Regions from separate parts of the Mus musculus genome. Here region 1 is linked to region 2. A link is a contact called in public promoter capture Hi-C data. All regions are on one chromosome and are shown on one strand. Each heading gives the region's core, a stretch centred on a gene start, on an enhancer-like site or on the middle of the called end of the contact. The rest is flanking DNA. Distances are from core to core; before and after follow the strand shown. Region 1 holds the start of Masp2 (mannan-binding lectin serine peptidase 2). Region 2 holds the start of 2510039O18Rik (RIKEN cDNA 2510039O18 gene).

Region 1 (4,304 bases), core at 1,239-3,738, 660 kb before region 2:
GCAGTTCCCAAGTGAGGCCACAAGGGGGCTTCCACCCATATCTGGCAGGGACCAGCCCAGAGCCCTTGATCCCAGGTAACAAGCTGAACAGGCCTTTCCCTTAGAAGTGGCCCTGGTCTAGGGAAGTTGGTTACCAGTATGTACACAGTCTGCTTTCCTCTTTTGGGCTGCCAGGTGCCCTGTGGAGATCAGGCTCCAGTTCTGTTCCCTGCCCGCCTGCTCATGATGGGGACAGGCTGGGAAGAAGGCCTGTAGGAAGCTAAGGCTCTCGGTACTGCCCTCCTTTTGGAAGGTGGCTCCATACCAGCAGAGAGGACATCCCTGGATGCAGGGTGGCTAGCCTGATCCCCCAGTAACACCCCCTTTGGTCTCTGTTTTGAATCAAGCTCCCCGGGACAGGGAACAAAGACCTGCATTGACCTATAAATAAGAACTAGCTAAAATGTCCTAAGATCAGCCCCAGGGAACCCAGTAGAGGTGAGAGGATCTCCGTGTGGTGTGTGCGCTCAGGGAGTTCCTGACAAGGAGGAGGGCTAAGATGAAGGGACTGAGGTTACTCTACTGCCCTCCAAACCCGTCACCCCAACCCCGGCAAGAGACACACAGCCACAGTGGAAACGGAGGCAGGTTTATTATTGTCATGGTTAAGGTGAATGGGTGCTGTAGCTGGCAGTCATTCCAGCCTGACAGAGCAGCATCGTGTGGGCATGTACTGACTGGTATCTGACTCACTGGGGTGGGCGGGCTGTTGCTGAGGGAGGTTTAGAGGCTCTGCTCTGGAAGAGAAATGGGGGGTGGGGGAGCATCAGGAAGGCTGAGGAGAGAAGGGCTAGGGCAAAGGATCAAGAGACAGGGTAGAGGAGGCCAAAGGTTCACCCACTGGGGTCGGGAGCCATGGCTCTGAGCCTGCCTACACTCCTCTACTTTGAGGTCCTATGGTAGACACTGGAAGCTTAAGGTGTGCCCGGCTTATCCAGAGATACCAAGCCCACCTAGGAAGCACCCAGAAGGCAGAGACAATTGGCTGATGGAACTAGGGGTTCCAAGAGTAGGGGCGGGATCAAAGTACACCATTGGAGGGAGGGAAAGTGGGAGGAGTTAGACATGCTAATAGTGTTGGAGGAAGCAGAAGAGCCCAGCTCCCTGGGCAGAACAACTCCTGCTTTGGTAGCTGGAATAACCTGGTGTAGATGGGATGCCCCTACCCCCTCACCTGAGCACGTGTGCTTGTTCTGGTGGAGAACGTAGCCCGCTCTGCAGGAGCAATAGTAGCCGCCCAAGTAGTTGTGGCAATAATGGTCACAAGGGACTGAGTCTCCCAGAGACACTCTGCATTCATCCACATCTAAAGGAGAGAGGCCAGGCAGACAGGAGGGAAAGAGATGGAACAGAGAGCTCAGGCTTTGGTGGCCCTGACCCACTTGATAGGAGGCCTGTTGCTTCGCCTGGGCCTGGGCCCAGAGTTGCAAGTAGCACCGTTGCTAAACCAGTGGCAGGTTAAGTCACCCGGGCAGAGGAGGGAAGAGCCATCATCAATCCAGTGGCAACCGGGTAGAAGCTTTCTGAGCAGAGAGGTTGAGCCACTTGCCTGAGGTCACACAGTCTCTCTCCTTCAGGGACCAAAGAATACAGTCAAGTGGAAGGCTTCAGCCTGTGCAAGCCCTTTGTAACCCGATGGCTGCTCTGCGTTCCTGCATTCACGTGGCACGTGACAGCAGAACCCACCCGCCTTTCCTGTTGGTTTGACCTGAATCCAGAGCCCAAAGGAGAGGTGGGAAGCAAGACACCCAAAGATGGGGACGGGGCTAAGACAAGGCAGCCACCCAGCTGCATCTGGGCTGCCTGAGCCCACCACTGCTCACCCTCCGCTGCATAGAAGGCCTCAAACCCTGTGAACGGCTTCTCATTGGAGTAGTCGGAGTGGAAGGTGACCTTTAGGCTGGGACCCAGTGAGTAGAAGGTGTCATTGCCAGGTGCCTGCTCAGTGTCTGTACTCTCCTGCCCACACAGTGTGGCCAGCACCTTGGTCCCTGAGCTCAACTGTGGAGTCAGGGGTCAAGGGAGGGAGGTTAGAACCAGGCCCAGCCTTTGCTGTACCTCATAAGAAGGCCCCAGCCGAGCACCCCGTCAGATACCTTGACAAAGTCATACTCGCAGCGGTAAGAGAGTTCCAGGTCAAAGTGGGTGAAGTAGAGGCGCAGGCGGTAGCCAGGGGGTGCAGTCAGTGTCCAGGATCGATCTTGATGGTCAGCATACTTCTCTGGGAAGCCAGGGGACACCAGGCGCCCGAATACAGGTTCAGGCCACTTTGAACCCAGAAGTGTGGCCACCAAACTCCACAGCAGACCCAGGAAGATGAGTAGCCTGTGGGCAGGGGAGTGACATGAGGGTCCAGGCCTAACTCATTCAGCTTCCCCAGAAGCTATGGGTCGCCCACCCACCTCATGGTGTGCCACCTAGCTCTGCAGGTCCAGCGCCTATCACCTTTGATCTGTTTGTCCAGCACCAGGCCCCACCTCCACAAACCAAGGATTCTGGGAATCTACCCATGGCTCCTGCCTGCCTCCCTTCCAGGCAGGAAGGTTCGGTTCGGTGGCTCTGAGAGCCAGCCTGGTAGTAAAAAAAAATTCTACTCTCACCCACCATCTGCACTTCCTTCCTAGTGGGACCAGGAAGGTCTGGTGGGCGAGAGTCTCAGTGACGACGTGGACAGCCTAAGATCCCACCCCCACCCCCAACTCAGGGAGAGGCGAAAAAAGAATAATTTGAGGAAACTCATGAACAAAAGGATACGGAACAGGCATAAGATAAACTTTGGCTACACTTGGGACCATGAATGGTGGATGCAGGCAGGAGGAATGTCTTGCAGGTGACTTCTAAGCCCAAAGCAGAATTAGAAGCTGGGGTTCCTGGCACCGGTGCTCATTTGGAGATAACATGACTCATTTGAAAACAGGGTCTTTCCATTTAGCCCTGACTGGCTTTGAACGGTGGAGACCAGACTAGCCTCAGACTTGTCTAGTTCTCCTGCCTGTGGCTCTGGAGCCCTGCAGGGAGGGAACCTTTATCCCAGCAATTACATAAGTAAAAATTGAGAAATGGGGAGGCTTGGCTTGAACTTGGACTGGACTGTGGAGGCCCGCAAGGACAGCAGTTGTTTAGGTGTCTGTCTGTCTGTCTGTCTGAGTGCTGAGCCATGTATGTTCAATGCTTTTAGAGCCCAGAAGAGAGCGCTGGCTCTCCTGAAGTTGGAGTTATAGGCAGCTGGGGACCAAGTACTGGGAATTGAACTTGAGAACCCAGGGAGAGCAGCTAGTGCTAACAGCTGAGTCAGCTCGCCAAAGAAATCTCGGGGCAGGGGTGGGGGTGGGCGGTGCACACTTTTGATCCCAGCACTTGTGAGGCAGAGGCAGGCAGATTTCTGAGTTCCAGACCAGCCTGGTCTACAGATGAATTCCAGGGCAGCCAGGGCTACACAAAAACCTGTCTCAAATCAAAAAATAAACATTTTGGGCTGTTTTTTTTGTTTTTTGTTTTTTCATTATACCAAAATTGTTAGGGTCAGAACTCAAAACAGTTAGTCTCGGCTACCAGTCTTCAATAGGCCAATTATACAGACAACTTAATAGTGAAAAGCAGAGAAAAAGGATTTATTCAATGTGGCCACATTGGGAAGAGCAGAGGTCTAGTGAGCTCTTCAGAGTCCTGACCCGGGTTTGGATTTAACTGGAGATCAAGAGGTTTGTGTACATAAGCAATACTGCTCAAAATGTGGTCCCACCACCACTGTCTCAGCTGTCAGGTGAACGGGAACCATCAGAACTGTGTGGAATGGATTCCTGGCAGACAAGTTCCTCCTTGGGCAGGCGCTAGGCTGAGGCCTTCCCCCAGCAGAGGATACCTGGATGGTTCTAATGCCTTGGCATCCATTATTTCAATTGTTGGGTCAAAAGAAGGGCACAATGCCCCTTCAGAATAGCTTCTCCCCTCCCAAGATGGTTATGCTCATGGCTCAGGGAGAGTCTCCCAAGTGAGCTGCAGCCACTTTGTCTTCAGGGACACGCTGGCATTGCCCTGCCCTTGATGGACTTCTCCCTTCTGGTGAGGAGCTGGGGAGACCGGGCCTGTACAATCCGTGCACTGAGGCTTACAGGCATTTCCTGTCAAGAGGGGAAGGAGACTCTCAGGGGGTCAGCAGTTCTGGAGGAATGGGCCATCCTCTTGTTCTCACACCATGGGTATGTGTGGGCAGTTACTCTTGCTAAAGCTCCTTTCCAGTGGGGAGACTGGACCTCTCCTGAGGT
Region 2 (4,600 bases), core at 907-3,406:
GCTTTCCAGAGTTGTCCCTCTTAAAATGTTCATGTTCCTGTCTTCTCCCAAACCAGACTAAAGCAAGCACTTCGTGGATAAAACTTGCTTGCCAGCCGGGCAGTGGTGGCGCACGCCTTTAAACCCAGCACTTGGGAGGCAGAAGCAGGTGGATTTCTGAGTTTGAGGCCAGCCTGGTCTACAGCTACTTTTTTTTTTTGTTTTTTGTTTTTGAGACAGTGTTCCAACTGCCTCTGCCTCCCAAGTGCTGAGATTAAAGGCGTAAGGCACCACTGCCCCGCCAGGGAGATACCTCTTGACTGAACAAAACTCTCTCTGCACAACCATAGGGGAGTGATGGTAACTGTAACCCTGAAAACCAAAACTCAGTACTGACTGTGGATTGTATTTCTTTTCTTAAACAGTTGACAGGAAAGGTTTTCATTTCCAAAGAATAAATAAGAGGTTTTTGTTTTTTGCTGTTGTTTTTTTTAAGAAAGTTTTCGCTTTGCCTGCACATTCACGCACTGGAGGAAGTCTCCAGCATTCTGGCATTAATTAGCACTGCCACTACAGTGGCAAGGTGAATCTTAGTCTCAAATGTCAGAAGCTGAAGTCAGACAGAAACAAGTTCCGGTGGCCAAAACAGAGTGCCTCTGCATCTCCCTGATGGTTTCTTCTTTACAAACTGACTCTCTCCCCCTCACAAACCAAACCCCTCCACCAGCTCAGGTCAGGCCTCAAGGCCAAGAACAGACAATAAAACTGAACGTGTACACTCAAACCTCCACTAAAACCTTATAAAACTTACTGTTATGGCTCAAAAAGCTAAGACCACAGAGCCAAGATCATATAGCTTCAAAGTGTTTAAGAAGAGCCAACCGTTGAACATCAAGGCCAAGTTGCAACCCTCTGTGTGACCACCACCGAGCATGGGGGGACACCACTAAAGTGGACAGTATGCACACGGACGTCAAGTGGTGGCTGGGCACCAAGCCCGCAACGAGGCCTCACCGGGACTGAAGAGCTGGGCCCAGAGGTACTGGTGATCCTGAAGCAGCTCCGAGGCGGGCATCTCCAACAGCTCCAGCATCTCCTTCCGTGCTAAGTCCTGCAGCGCCTTGAGCTCCTTGGCTCCTTTGCTTTTGAGCACCTGGGGGTGGATGGGACCAGAGATGTGCACCACCCACAGCACCGTCTCGTCCAGCTGTGTCTTGGGAGCCACCTGGAGCCTGTTCACTAACTTCTTAGAGGTCACCACGACCAAGTGCACCAGCCCCGATGGAAGGGGTGTGGACCGGCCCGAGTAGAGGAGAAACTGGTGATCTCCGACCTTCTCCAGGGTGCTGGTGAAGGATTTGGGGACTGGGCCTGCGGTGGGCCCCACAGTCTGCAACGCGGCCACGCGCTCCGTGGGATTGTTGAGCTGGATGCGCTGCAGATAGACGTGGGGTCGGCCTCGGTGCGCCAGGAAGTCCTCCTGCAGTAGCACGCAGTCCCGGCCCGACCCCGCGGAGAGCCCGGAGGCCGAGGCGGGCCCGGGGACACCAGCGGCAGGGCCCGAGCCCGGGGTCCCCAGCTGCAGGCAGCGCACTCGGCGCAGCAGGCCCTCCCGCAGAAGCAGCACCGCCTCTCCAGCCTCGGCCACCACATTCAGCGGGCGTAGCTGCACGAAGGGCACGAAGTCCGGCGTCACGGCAGGCTCCCGCTCTCCGGGCGTCACCCACAGCCGGTTGTTGGAGGCGTCCAGAGCCAGGAAGCCGTTGGCCACCAGGGCTGGCACCCCGGGGCCAAGCGGCACCGCCTCGCCGCGATCACGCAGGCCGCGCCACGCGCGGGTGGCCGCCTCCAGACAGGCAGACGGCTCGGCGGCGCCCGGCTCGCTGCGGGCCCAGGACGGCAGGTGCAGGCCGCCCGCCGCCCGCCGCGCCCCGGAGCTCGCGAACCACAGGAGCAGCACCAAGAGGCCGAGCAGGCAGAGGAGGCGGCGGGCCCAGCTGCTCGACAGCAGCCCCGGCAGCCCCTTCAGGCGCTGCTGCAGCCACATCGGGCCCGCCGCCCAACCTGCCCGCCCGGCCGCCGCCGCTCACTCCCCGGGCCGCGTCGCCGCGCCCTCCTCAACGCCCGCCGCAGCCACCCCAGCAGACACCTTCACCGCTTCCTCCTTCTTCTTGGTTGCCTCCTAGACGTCAAACGCCACCGGCCGTAAGGCGTCGCTGAGTCTTTTGCGACAAGGTGGAAAAGCGGCCAGGGGCGGGATTTGGAGAGGGGGCGGGGTCTCCTTGGGGGCGGGGCCTGGACTGAGGGGCGGGGTGGGGAAGGGAAGAGTGTGGGCAGGAGTCCAAACGGCTTGTTGGAAAAAAGAGAGCAAGAAAAGAAAGTCAGAGAGCAAGCCAAACCCAACATGTGCTGCGCCTCGTTTGCTGCTGATGGTTTCAACAGCCCTAAAGTTAAAAAATAAGAACGTACTGTTTCTGTAAACTATATTTAACTGAATGAAGAAAAGACATGGGGGTAAATGGAAGGAAAGAAAGAAGGGAAGGAGACAGGGAGGAATGAAGTGGAGGGAGGAGGGAAGGAAGAGGAGGAGGAAGGGTAGCCACTGAAAAATTATTTCCTAGGAAATATTTTGTTGGCAGCGTTTCAAACCTGCCTGGCTGCGAGTACACCAGAGTGGGACATAAATCCAGCCTGTTTCTTGAACACAGCAAGTAGTTTTCTTGATGTCAATCTTGAGTTTTAACTCATTAAATAACGCGAAACATTAAGATCTCATACTTTGACAAGACCCGGAGCATCCATATGGGGGGAAGGGCGAGGGGGGCGGAATTCATTGGGAGCACTGGAGCAGACAGTGGGGTGGTTGTTTCCACTTTGAATTCTAGGTAGACAGTGGGCGATTGTTTTCACTTTGGATTCTGGGCAATCCAGAGCCAGACGGGCTGTTGCAAATTCACAGTTGACAATTGAACGGTCACTTAAGGTGGCTTCTAGTGGGTTGTAGGCAGACAGAAAACTGTATGCTGAGGTGGCAAGCCAGTGTCGCATTGGAAGAATGCTCGTCCTGTTTTGATTTGATTTTTATTTTTATTTATCTTTGAGACAGAATCTTTCCTTTGTTGTCCAGACTGGACTTCAAACAATTCCTAGGCCCAAAAGATCCTTTCTCAGCATCCCCAGTCCCTAGAATCAAAGGCATTTGTCCAGCTTTTTACCCATTTTTATTTTCACACAAAAATGAATGCTAAGAGCCCAGCAGTGGTGGCACATGCTGTTAGTCTTAGCATTTAAGAGGCAGGGCAGGTAATTCTCGGAGTTGGAGACCAGCCTGGTCTACAGAGTTCCAGGACAGCCAGGACTACACAGAGAAACCCTGTCTTGAAAAACTAAAGTGGGCTGGTGAGATGGCTCAGCGGTTAAGAGCACCGACTGCTCTTCCAAAGGTCCTGAGTTCAAATCCCAGCAACCACATGGTGGGATCCGTAATGAAATCTGATGCCGTTTCCTGGAATGTCTGAAGACAGCTACAGTGTAAAAAAAAAGAAAGAAAAAGAAAAACTAAAGCAAGCAAGCAAGCAAACAAACACCCCAGAGCTCAGTAGCACATTTTAGCCAGTTGTTGTACACATATCTTTAATCTGACTCTTCAAGAGGCAGGGGCAGGTAGATTTTACTAAGTTCAAGGCTAGCCTGTCTACACAGTGAGACCATATTTCAAAACAAACTAAAACAACCACACTTTTTTTTTTAGCAGACTATTAGCTCAGAACAGAATATTCCTCTAGCACTAGTGATTTCCCAGAACCTTAAAGTTAAAATAAAAATCTAATGGCAAGATGGCTCAGCAGGTAAAAGCATTCGCCAGCAAGTGTGATGACCTAAGTTCTGTACCTAGGACCTATGTGGTAGAAGGAGAGAGCTGACGCCTCTATGTGCACATTGTTGTATGTCCAAATCAGAAGATGGTATGGGATCCCTGGAGTTACAGGCACGTGTGAGTTGCCAGTCTCTTAACTGCTGAACCATCTCTCCAGCTCCACTTTTTAATGGATGACAGGAGGAAACCGCATGCATGTTTGTGTGTGGACAACTTCCCATCCTGAAGTTGTCCAGCAGTTTCCTATTAAATTGGAGTCCTGTGCCTTTAACAGTCCATTGCACGTGGAGCACGTACTAGAAATACTAGAGGCAACATCTGGGCAGCAGCCACCACCTCTTGCTTAAAGAAACAGGCCACCCTACACGAAGCTTGGATTGGGCTCAAGTTCTAGCAATTTGATGAAACAAACAGGAAACAGGTTCCAAAAGAGTAAGGCCAGGCTTCACAAGAGTGAATTCTTCCTCTTGAAAGGTCAGGCAGTTTATAAAACTGATCCCTCTTTTAATTTGTACTCTGATGACTGCCCAGGAATGTTTTCTATCTGGCGTATATCGCTGTAGGCAGTTCTAGCTGGGAGCTGGCTGATGCTTCCTTACTGTGGTCCCACATCAGGTGTGTGATGCCAGGCAGATGATACTGCTTCGAGCCTTAGTTTCTTGTTTTGCAAACAGAAGTGACAGCTTTACGAGAAAGGCAGTTGTGAGCTTGGAGGAAGAGCTTTGAAAATCGAGCCAGCCAACA

What was found. Promoter capture Hi-C pulls out the DNA fragments that hold promoters and counts their contacts.
Region 1: a contact with region 2 is called in a promoter capture Hi-C map of pre-B cells. The contact joins the promoter of Masp2 here to the promoter of 2510039O18Rik in region 2. A contact is called at or near these places in 2 of 39 promoter capture datasets (the C10 cell line and pre-B cells), 1 of 15 datasets of contacts at CTCF or cohesin (embryonic stem cells), 2 of 484 Hi-C or Micro-C datasets (B cells and embryonic stem cells), 2 of 115 datasets of contacts at active chromatin or transcription factors (embryonic stem cells and pancreatic cancer cells) and 2 of 9 other capture datasets (embryonic stem cells and liver).

The regions. Positions count from the first base shown.
Region 1 is chr4:148,600,728-148,605,031 of GRCm38.p6, reverse strand. It overlaps Masp2 (mannan-binding lectin serine peptidase 2), which reads right to left and starts at 2,488. Exons shown (of 11, transcript NM_001003893.2): 1 at 2,442-2,488; 2 at 2,136-2,364; 3 at 1,863-2,040; 4 at 1,214-1,345. The coding sequence starts at 2,446.
Region 2 is chr4:147,938,451-147,943,050 of GRCm38.p6, reverse strand. 2510039O18Rik (RIKEN cDNA 2510039O18 gene) reads right to left here and starts at 2,156. Exons shown (of 3, transcript NM_029841.3): 1 at 994-2,156. The coding sequence starts at 2,026.